Regions from separate parts of the Zea mays genome. Here region 2 is linked to region 1. The links are chromatin contacts, called in public Hi-C maps. All regions are on one chromosome and are shown on one strand. Each heading gives the region's core, a stretch centred on a gene start, on an enhancer-like site or on the middle of the called end of the contact. The rest is flanking DNA. Distances are from core to core; before and after follow the strand shown.

The links. A called contact is a pair of places that touch in the nucleus more often than the background predicts.
Region 2: a contact with region 1 is called in a Hi-C map of endosperm, with 3 times the contacts expected there. The contact joins the promoter of LOC100273669 here to the promoter of LOC100193631 in region 1. A contact is called at or near these places in 9 of 25 Hi-C or Micro-C datasets (bundle sheath, ear, endosperm and 4 more).

The regions. Positions count from the first base shown.
Region 1 is chr6:93,623,739-93,629,932 of Zm-B73-REFERENCE-NAM-5.0, reverse strand. LOC100193631 reads right to left here and starts at 4,898. Exons shown (of 10, transcript NM_001138730.1): 1 at 4,395-4,898; 2 at 4,087-4,179; 3 at 3,107-3,200; 4 at 2,962-2,999; 5 at 2,660-2,748; 6 at 2,389-2,468; 7 at 1,841-1,897; 8 at 1,649-1,741; 9 at 1,501-1,575; 10 at 420-836. The coding sequence starts at 4,468. The coding sequence ends at 759.
Region 2 is chr6:93,769,685-93,775,386 of Zm-B73-REFERENCE-NAM-5.0, reverse strand. It overlaps LOC100273669, which reads left to right and starts at 1,769. Exons shown (of 5, transcript NM_001360289.1): 1 at 1,769-2,117; 2 at 2,218-2,518; 3 at 2,979-3,137. The coding sequence starts at 1,917.

The DNA of each region.
Region 1 (6,194 bases), core at 3,649-6,148:
TTATTTGACTGAAGAGCTGTTTTGTTCATTGTTTGGATGGATAGCTATATGAGTGTGGAGCGCTCCTACATGATCGCTGATCGTTTTTTTTTCCAGAGAGGGACATCCCAAGTATTTGTCATATATAGATTCAGGAGCCGCTCCACTACTATTCTATTGAAAACCAAATATCTAGAAAATAATAATAAAACCGCTCCGTTCTTCAACTAAACTAAACAAACCTTTGATTCCATACTCTCGATTAGTCTCGCGGTTTTGGTCCGTTGATCCAAGCCTTGTTCTCTGTGCTCCAAACCACAATCCAAGAGATATGTTACACCACCAACTCACTCGCGTCAAAATTAGTCTCAACTCAACTAAAGCTGATCCTCCTTGAGGATCACTCATCATAAGAAATATATTATGCTCAACCATGTGTTCAACTCAACTCAACCATGTGTTCAATTCAACTAAAGCCGATGAGATTTTTAAGAATCGTTCGTCACAATGAACATCATAGACACATCTCAACCATCATGTGTGCACATGATTCTAACAGAACACCGTTCAGAGTTAGTTTTGCAAAAACAGGAAGGCGAACTAGGAGGAACATATACGCACTGTGTGTAGCCAAGGAGTAGGAGTGGATCCCATGAGAAGTTTTACAGCAATATACCACATGACTGGAGCAGCGTTTTACAAGACGTAGAATACAGATGGGCTTGCCAAGGCGCCGCGCCACATCAATTTTTACACCAGGTATGCAATTCACCTGTCCTCTATCGCAACAGCCGCCTGCTGACGGGTGGTGCCAAGCCAGGGATGTCGCGAATGTCCTTGTTGTGTGGGTTCACAATCTGGCAAAATGGAACAGTACGGACATCATTCATCAACCGCCGTAGTAACCAAACAAGCCTGAAAATCCTATGACATTTTTTTTTGTTTGTTGCCGCATGCCAATGACTCATCTACCCGGAATTTGAAGAGGTTTAAGCAGTAGCATATCTCTCACTTGTGGTGTATAAGGTCCCTTTTTCTTCTTCTCTTCTATTTTGAAATAAGGTTCCTGAACTAGTGTATACATGATTTTTATCCACAAAGAAGAAAGAAAGAAAGAAAGGTGCTGGAAGCGGTTTGAGCAGTAAATGAGTGCTGGTGCACGAATGGTTGGATGGTTTGACACTCTAGCCCTGTTATCTCTAAATTTCTTAACTAGTGTGTTAATATTTCAGTCAGGGCAAAGTGGTGACAACAACTATGAGCTACTATTTTGCCAACTTCATCTCCCACAAGAACAAGGTGCCCTTTGAGGACGAATTCATTTTCCACAGTTCAGTAAACTTCACATCAAACCCAAAGGCCAAAAACGACGGAGTGGTAAGATCATGTAAAAGGGGCTAAGTGTATGATTTCCAAGCCATTTTAACTGAATCACAACACAAAATTGGATAGATCATGGATGATATACGCCTAAGTAATAGTAGTTGTGAAAGAAAATATCTGAAGAAGGTAAGCACTCACCTTAACAATTATTATAGCTATGACTCCAGCAACAATGAGAAAAAGCATGGCCATGATGCATCGATCAGTTGCAACCTATTTAAAAAAATTGATAATAGATAAGAACATAGTTGGCTAATGAAGTAAAGAAACTATTAGATGAATTTACCTGTCGACCGATTTCTTTCACCAATTGAGATGCCTTTTTGATGGAGAAATGGATGGAATCCAACTCATTAACAACTCTGCTCATTTGTTCTGTCTGATGAAGAAGGAATAGCCCAAAATTGCCTTTAGCTTTCCTGATTGGACAACATAATAAAGCAATGGATTCCTTCTGGAAATAAGAAAAGAAACGTACCTGTGCTTTCAGAGCAGCTGCAGTTTCTGTGCCCACATTGACGGTTTCTTGGACAGTCTACAAAATAGACAACAGATCAGCATCAAGCAATCAAGCGTGAATACACTGCCACTGAGAGAGCATAAGCACAGCAAATTTGTGGAAGACTTGAGAGTCCACAACAAATTGTTTCATAGAAGTTAGAATCATTGAGGAATATTGAGAACTTCAGTAGTGGATTCAAGTATGAAATTGGCACAAAGCATCAAAACTTGAGGGAGGGGGGGAGGGTAACTTATTTATATCTATGCCAAACAGCTGTGGCCAAAAAATATTCCTCATCTTCAACCGAAAAAAAGGGAAAAAGGGAAAAGAGAAGATGAAGATGAAGAGGGACACGGCAATGTCAGCATCTTAGAAGCATAATGATAAATAAACAAAGATCCTGAATGTGTGATGCAAAAAATCTCTTTGTGAGCACAGATTTTCAACTTGTTAAACAAGATCAACAGCTGTTCCTAGGAAAATGATGCTATAAGCTCACATGCAGGTCATAAATAAGTATTAACCTGCTTAGATCGTGCAATAGCTTGATCAGTTTCATCCATTAGTTGATTGCCTTGATCCATTAACTGCTGGTTTGTCATATCTAAGAAAAAGGAACTGCTCAGTTATCTGAAGAGCTGTATAAGAGGCTTGTTTCTTGCAAAGGTTTCAATAGATAAACATAACAATTAAAAGAAAATAAGTTTGCCTAACATATTCCTAGCTTTCAAACCTGAAAGAGCTATCACATATTCACATTAGCAAACTTGTAGGGGATGTGATGTCGCCACTTACTTGATGCTAACAGGACATTTTCTTCACCAAAGCCATCTTCAGCACTTGGCCCATCAAAAAGATCGATTCTCTTGTTTTCACTTGCCTGCCTGCAGGCCAAGTGATATTTGCAGTAAGTAACATGATATGTTACAAAAAAACTAACGATGGATTCATCGCAGTTTATGAGAAAAGTAATTCTGATGCAGAAATTAGTAGCACACGCTTAATTTGTTATGGATGCAATCATGCAATGCATAAACTGAAGTTGGATATATTGTGACTTGTGAGAATGTACTGTACTGAGACAGGTCAAAACTCACTGTTTCTTTAGAGCAACGTAGGAGTTTAATTCTTTGATCTGCAAACAAGAAACTCTAGTTTAGCGAAACCTGTTGAACCAGAAAAGGTAAGTGCAACCATTCACGCATATGACATCTATCATGCAATCAGTTTTGGCAATAGTACCATCGACTGCTTTCTGTCATGCAACATTTTTGCTGTTGCTGGATCAGTATGCTCAGCCTCAGCTTTGCTAACTCGCTCGAAGTCTTTGATGAGTCTGGATAATAATCACATAAAAAGAATCAGCTTTGACAAAATTACTCATATAACTCACCATTTTTCTTAAAAAGTTTGGCCCCATTAGTGTGATTCTAAGTACGGAGATTGCAATAGTCATGAACAGCAGAAATAGTGGAACAAGGTATACACAGCCGGACAGAGGTTAGGTTAGCCCCCCACATAATGAGAATGCTTGGGGACCAGGTTCTCACTTTGATATGCCTGACCGATGCCTACCACCAAAAAAAATCCTAGCGGGAGTGGCATCATGGGGATTTGAAGTCAGATTGCCTAGTTAAAGGCTTGTGCAGCTGACCACCCAAGTCCTCCACCCCTACCTAGTGCAGTATATTTGTCAAGAGATACAGAAACAGCTTGTTTGGAGCAAACTTATAGCGGTTTTAGGCCCCTTTTGGCATGGCTCCGGCTCCTCTAAAAATGACTTCGGCTCTGGCTTCTCTTCAAGAACAACATCTCTATAGGAGCCAGTGTTTTTTTAACAAATCGTTTGGCAAAACGGCTCCTCTTGACGCGAGAGGAGGGGAGTGAGAGGAGGAGCCGCTAGGAGCCATTTTTTTTTGCTCCGGCTCCTTTTTATAAAAATGTCTCCAGCTCCACGGTGCTCTTTGTTGGGAGCTATTTTTTTGAAACCGTTTGGGAGGGCTCCTCCAAGAGCCGGAGCCGGAGCAAGTTTGGGAGCCCTCCCAAACAGGCACTTAGTGTGAGGTAAGCACACCAGCACCACAATGCAACTTATATACTCATTCCATCAGCATTACCTGCGTTTAGCCTTACGGCCATCTCTGTTTTATGAAGGGGGCGATGCTAAAAGCTATATATAGTAGTGCTGAGAGGGAATGGAAGAGAATAAGACATTGAGCAACCTCTTGCAGTCTCGCATCTTATCAGTAAGCTCTTCAAGCTGCCTGCTGCGGCGGTTGGCATCCTTGATCTTCTCCAGCTTCTGGAACCCATTTCTGCAGACAAATCAAGCGGGAAGCGTCAGTCGATCGCATCCTATGTGCTACCAGAGGTCAACAATCTGGTCTGGTCTCCAAAGTCCAAATCCAACTAGCGCTCCGCTAGCAAAACCGCAGCAAGAAAGTTGAGATATCTGGCGACCATGCGTGGGCGACGCAAGCAAGCTACAAGCAACCTAAGTCGCAGCAAGCCGAATGTGATGCGAGCTTACTGCAATACGCGGAGGATATCGCCGATCTGCCCGTCGATCTCGGCCAGCTCCTCGTTGACCGACGCCAAATCCATGTCCTCCTCCCCCTCCGGCAGTCGAGACCCCACGGGGGAAAAGCGAAATCCGAACGGAATGAAGGATCAGGTCCCCCCGCCCCGTCCCCTCAGCCTGGAGCTCCCAGCCAAACCCCCACCAAGCGCCGGATCGAAGGGGCCCCAACCCCAATGCGGGTCCGTCTGGATTCGCCGGGCGCGGATCGAGAGGGCCCCGATCCAACGCCTGGGGTGACGGCTGGCGGAGGTGGCAGCGGCGGTGGGGGCTCTGACAGGGGCGGGCCGGCCGGAGCGGAGGCACGCCGCGGCTTGGCTAGCTCTAGCTAGCTTGTTTGGTTGGTTTTTGCTTTCGCTTTACGGAGGAGGATCTACCTCGTTGTATTCAGATTCGCGTTCGCAGCCGGCGTAGGTTCCGTTCGTCGTGGTATCCTGTCCGTACGATCGCCATCCGATGCAGCTAGGGGTGACGGCAGGAGTGAGTGAGTGATACTTGAAGCTTGAAGCATCTCGGTGGTCTCCACGGCTGTTTGCTGTTTGGTTTGATGTCTTACATGCTACAATTTATCACGTCTAAAATTAGAGAAGTTTGACTAAATTATGTATATGTTAATTTGAAGTACAGTTATAGCAAAAAAATTCCTTCATTCCACTCGTCAATAACTCGTAAAAGTGTGACAAAATTCTCTTAGACGTGGCAAACTATATCACAAAATTTAAGCGTGTAAACCACCTTAGACAAGTGGTATAAAATTATGTGGCAATTTATAGCACCTTAGGTATAGGACCAAATATCCTATGTATGCTTCTTTACACTAGTTTTTACACTAGTTTGGAAACGTAAAACCTCTTTAAAATTAGAGCGCCTCATAAAAATAAAATAACTTATCATTTAATCTTCTCTAATTATGAAGATGATTTTAATTTTCAAACTAGTCATAATCATTTAGATAAAATTTTATATTCTATAAGCTATAACAGAATCATCTAGGCCCCTTTTAGATTCTTTAAATTGGATTCCATTCTTATAATTATAATTAAAACACAGATTAATTAAGTTTATAATTTTATGTGGAATATATTTATGTATTATTATTGACCATGTGTGAGAGATATGTATATGGTACATTTCTATCATGAGAGAATGAGTCAAAGAGCATGCTATAAATTATACAGTATAAATACAGTCTGATGGTATATAAAATCAATTTATATCTCTTACCTTATGCATTTGAGATAGATTTATATTTAACCTTCGTGAAATAATGATAGGATGTCAAATTCAAAATCAAATAGCCTACTCTATTAATTAAACTAGTAATCCATAATTTGCAAATATTTACTTTATCGTTACATGACCAAATCATGGACTAATTATGTTTAATAAGTTTCTCTTGTCATTATTCTTTATTTATACAATTAGTTTTGTAATTAGACTATGTATTAATTTAATACTTATAACTGGCATGTAAACATCCGACATACTCAATTTAGTCAGAAACCAAACATCTCCTAAACTAAGACTCTATTTGAAATATCTAAAGCTAATAGTAAATTTTATTAAGGGAACCAAACACCCCCGAAAAATAGGCTATGTTGGGAACCTCTAAAGTTAATAGTTAGTTGCTAAAATTAGTTGTAGATGTTACAAACGTCTCTAACTAATTGTTAGCTATCTCACAACTAACAATTAGTTTATTAGCCAGTTCAAACTAGGCCCTATTTAGAACCCTAAAGCTAATAGTTAGCT
Region 2 (5,702 bases), core at 520-3,019, 150 kb before region 1:
ACCAAAAGGCAGGGGCATACATTGAGCACCAAAAGTGGCGGACGATCCGGGCCTTGGGCCGGGACAGTCCGCGTGCCCTGCGATCAGATTAACTCAGGTGATTATCCTTATCTCATGTGTGGTTATCCATCTAATCACGTGGCATTGTTGGTTATCGCCTAGGAACATGTCCAGACCTCCTCCCCTATAAATATAAAGGGGTACGACCGATTGAGAACCCCTCGAACACATTTCAATCGAACCAATTACTTTATTTACTTTTGCCGACCTAGGAGTAGATGTAACGTAGCTTTAGTTGTAGCTTTCCGCATTTTCACCTCCACCCCTATTCGACTCTACGTCGTCTAGATCCGTTCTGGGGTGGCCTGCTGACCCCAGGATGGCCCTAGGATCTTACCCCTTGTGAGGGGCAAGATCTACTTCGTCTACTTCACTCAAGATCTTTTACTTGAATTGATCTATTAATTTCTAGGCGACTCTACGTTGTCTGGAGATGCCTCGGGTGACCTGCTGACCCGAAACACCCTAAGGTCTCTCCCCCGGGAGCGGGATCTAGGTCCTACGAGGAGAAGAAGACGAACCTGCGCCATCGCGGACCGTCCGGCCCAGAGCGTGGATCGTCCGGACAACGCGCAGGGAAGGCGTCGCTCCTGTCGCCAGGTCGTGGATCGTCCGGCCCAGAGCCGTGGATCGTCTGCGCCACCGCATCGAGCACCGCCAGGCGACCCGGCGATCCATCGTGGACCGCCACCACCATTCATCTCGCGGAGCCGAACCCAAGGTATTGCTCATCACGAGAAGACATTGGGGTTCGTTGTTGTTTGGTACCAAATAGGTGGTGACCATCATAGAGGTTTGTCCCACCTTCAGGATAACCTTTTTAGGTACATCAAGTAATCATCCCATTAGCTCTAAGATTTCTTTTCAAGACCACATTCAAGATAGTGTTAATTGTCTTGCGTCTTATTTACTATCTCGCTCCCTAAGGCCTTGACTCTCTGTGGGCAAAACCTAGTGATCATCCCTATGGTCCGAACTCACTACAAGGACGACCTATAAATCGTTAGTGTTTGGTTCAAAAAGGCGCCAACACTAGGCACACGAACTGAAGCTGCATTATTGGAGTTTGTCTTGAGATTGCAAGGAGATCTACACAGTGAGTCCAATAAGATGGCAACGCAGCAGAGGGAACATCAGGATGCTGTGGCCAATTAGGTCAGCGTGGGCAACGTGGTTGTTTCAAACATTTTGGGGATTTGTTATTTTAGCAGTCTGCTGTGTGCTTAGTTTTGTTTAGGGAAAAAAGTTCAACAACCCACAATGACAAGTTTTGAGGAACAAATTTTTAGTAGCCTCTATACACGATACGATGATTAGGCCGAACCAGGCAACCAGCACAATGCTAATGGTCAACAAGCTAAACGCGCGCGCTGGCGCGCGCCAGTTGACTTATTCTAGAGAACGCGAGGCTCCCAAGACGGCAGACGAAGGATCGCGTTTGAGGCGCTACCAGCCAGCCTCTGTCGGGCAGGCAAATAAGACGGAGCAGTGAACAACAACTGGATGGCAGGATTTGCATCATAGAGAAGCGATCGGACGGTAAAGGAATTCTGAATGACGTGGCCTACCTAGTTTGCAAGCTAGGGTCCCTGGTTTAATATATAGGAATGAGCCGGGTCCTATTCGTGATGGACCAAATTCGCATCGGTGCCACGGCCACGGGCCGCTCTGGAGGACCGGCCTTTTTGCACATCTACAGTCCAAAGCACAAGCAGTCAGCGGAATCCAATCCCCTGCCTCGCTCGGCGCTCCGCCGCCACCTCGAATCCAGTTCACCCACCTCCTCCGTCCTTATTCGTTTCTTCCGCCGCAAGCCAGACAGAGTTGACTGTCACCGTGTTCCCTCGGGGTGGGCGATGGGGTCGTCGGAGCCGTCGTCGCGTTCCGTGCAGAACCTCGTGCTGTACGCCGCCAGCGCCGCGCTCAGCTGCCTCGTCCTCTTGGCCGGCCTTCGCCACCTCGATCCCAACCGCGCCGCCTCTCAGAAGGCGCAGCAGCAGAAGAAGGAGATCGCCAAGCGCCTCGGCCGGCCCCTCGTCTCCACCACGCCCTATGAGGTCCGTCCCTCCACCCGTATCCGTATCCGCCTCCCCAATCCCCATCTAGGGTTCACTTCACTCCGACTCAATCCTCCGCTGGCGTCTCGCTCACCGACAGGACGTGATTGCGTGCGACGTCATCAACCCCGACAGCATCGACGTCGAATTCGATTCCATCGGCGGCCTCGACAAGGTCAAGCAAGCGCTCTACGAGCTCGTCATCCTGCCCCTGCGCCGCCCTGAGCTCTTCGCCTCCGGCAAGCTCCTCAGCCCCCAGAAGGGCGTCCTTCTCTATGGCCCGCCCGGCACAGGAAAGACCATGCTCGCCAAGGCCATTGCCAGGGAGTCCGGTGCCGTCTTCATCAATGTCAGGATCTCCAATCTCATGAGCAAGTGGTTCGGGGACGCGCAGAAGCTCGGTGAGCAATTATACTCTAGTCCACTGGATATCCAGCTATCCACCGGTTTTGAATCCATACCTATTGCTATTATAGTAGTCTTTTGCCATATTCTTCTTTTTCTTGTGTCTGTATGCCACGCACCGATCAACCAATGTTTATATGTTACTCTTGTTGTGGCAGCAGCTGCCCACTGGAAACTTATTTGCTCTAGAGACGATGACAATTGCATTGTTTTTTTGTGTCAGGATGCTGTAGAAATCTGCTGATTTTGAATCCATACCCTTCATAGAAGTTTCTTCTTTTATGTTTATATATGTTACTAGTGCTGTTGCAGCAGCAGCTGTAATGCAGTTATTTGCATTGCTAATTTAACTGTCCACATATCTACTACTTTAGAATTAGAATTGATGTCATCTGTATTGTTTTTTTATGTGTGTCTACGCTATACGCTGATGTTAGTGTGCTATTGCTGTGGCAGTGTCTGCTGTATTTAGTCTCGCTCACAAGCTCCAGCCTGCTATTATCTTCATTGACGAGGTTGATAGTTTCTTGGGGCAGCGACGGACAACTGATCATGAAGCCATGACTAATATGAAGACAGAGTTCATGTCCCTCTGGGATGGCTTCACCACTGATCGTGAGTCCTTTTATACTTTGCCTGCTGCCATGAAAGTTGATGTACAACTTACATTTGTCGACAATGATGTGAACTTGTGAAGCATTGCTTACAGAAATGGTATAGTTGTGTGCTAATTCTTTCTGGGCACGCAAACAGCATAACCCTACTTCAATTAAGCACCCTTTATAGGACAACATTATTAGCATAAATAAATCTTGATTGTCAACACCATTCGCTATTTTTTTGGCCCCATTTTCCAGGTTCTAGAATAAGATGCATTTTCCCTATTTTTGTTATATAAGACATTCCATACTCCAGAGACTTAAGCTAACAGATATAGATTTGTGCTTTGAATCAATATAATAATCCCACAGCAGCCACCTGTTTCATTTCTCTCCCATGATTCAAGCCTATAGATACAGACGTGTGCTTTAAGCCTTGTGGAATAATAATCCCTACACTGTACATACGTTCCATTGCTTTTAACAAACCCCTTTACAACACTGTTCTGCTTAGTTTGTGTTCCTTATTTGTTATATTTGAGCTAATTTATAATGCTAGCTATATTCATAGATGTGTAATGTTTATGTAATATCATGACTTCTGTTGTATATCTGTATGGAGATTCTTGCAGCCTTGACATTAGTGGTTACTGGTTGGTTACTATGATGATTTTCCTCCTGGGACAGGCTAGTGATCTGATTACAAGTGTTCACTGGTTGGTTATCTGGTTCATAGTTGTTAAGGTGTCGCTTAGGCGACGCCTAAGCGCTAAGGCGACGCCTAAGCGCTAAGGCGTGTGAAGGCGTCCTGGTCACCTTATCACGGAGCCTAAGGCGTCCACTTTGGACAGTAGGGCATCGCCCCGGCGCCTTGGAGAGTTCTAAGGCGACGCTATGAGGACGCCTTGGAGTGATGTAGGGTTGGATCCTGACCTGAGCACGTGATTTGAAACCGTGTCCCTGTAGAGTGCCATCAGCAGCGGCGACGATGGCCGCTCCCCTCCTCGGCCGCGAGCTCCAGCTGCGACAGTGAGGTCCCCTGACCTCCTCACCTCTGTGGCAGCTGGGAGAGAGGGAAAAGCGGCTGGGAGAGAGGGAGAAGTGGGGGGGGGGGGGGGGGGGGAGAGAGAGAGTGCTGAGAGAGGGAAGATGGGTGCGGCTGGGAGTGAGTGAATAAGTGGGTAACCTAATTTTAATGGGCCAAGTGGGCTGATTTGGACTGGTTAGACTATTATTTTCCTTTTCTTTATCATTTTTCTCTTCTTTATTAGTATTTTTGTCCTACACACTTTCTCAAATATCAATAATTTTCTATTCTTAACTATATTTATAAGGCGTCACCTCGCCTTACGCTTTAACGCTTAAAAGTTAAAAAGGGGGCCGGTCGCCTTACCTCGCCTTATCGCCTTAACAACTATGATCTGGTTATCACATTTTAGTTTAGCTATATTTTCCTTGGTTGGTTGAGCGAAAGGGCCTCTAGCTGAGTTGGTTAGGTGGTCTGAGTAACACACCTTAGGTCCTGAGTTTGAATCCTAGTGGGTGCGAATTTCAAGCTAAGGTTAAAAAAGGTCACTCGCTGGTTCCCCTGGTTGTATGCATATGAGATGGACTGACCTATGAGGACGGATTCTTATGTAGGGACTGGAAGGGCTCAAAGCATGAGTAAAGATCCGGTCTATAGGGTGGACCCTCATGCTGTACGGGGGTTAGCTTTCGTGACTTTTCTCGGTCGGGGCTCCGATTGAGCTTCTTCTTAATATAATACCGTGGGGGCAGTCGTTCCCCTACCAGCCGAGTTTTTATATTTCCCTTGGTCGGACATGCATGGATTGTCTTTATGCCTGGTCATGTGGGACGACTCCAATGAACTGCAATGATAGAGCTACTAGTGGTGCCTAAGGGAGCCATGACACCTTCATGCACAATTGCACATCCTTGTGCACACATTTACTTGTCTTAAATTTGAGAAGAAGTTGCCCCCTCCCTCCCCCCCACCCCCATTTTTTTTTTGAAAAATTGTTGCTAGTTGCCCTCCCTCCTTATATGATTTCTGGCTGCGTACCCTATTGAATAGGGAGGAACTAACGTACATTCACTGATGCTAGCTTAGATGAGAATAATATGCTTTGGTATGCATTATTTGTGGGTACTGTCTTGATGAGGTCAGTGTTGATATTGACACCGAGATATTTGTACATCACCACATTTTCAGAATTTTTAATGCTGAATGCATATAAAGTCCAGGGAAAGGGGCAAACTAATAGTTTAATAACGCCAAGTATTTCAGATTAATGTATCCAGTCTAGGGAAAGGGGCAAACTAATAGTTTAATAACGCCAAATATTTCAGATTAATATATCCATTGTTCCTTACAAAACAAGACAGTTTTATCATATTTTTTGTGCATGTATGTTTCACCGTTTTTAGGAGGAATGAAAGGTTGTTGTAATTTTGAACTTGCATAAGGCCTATGCAGTAGCTTTTATGCTGTTCCTTCTCTTTTTGGTGGGACGACTGTTTCATGTATGGTAGAAAATATTTGTAGCTTCAACAAAGAACGGAAATCAACAGAAAAGTT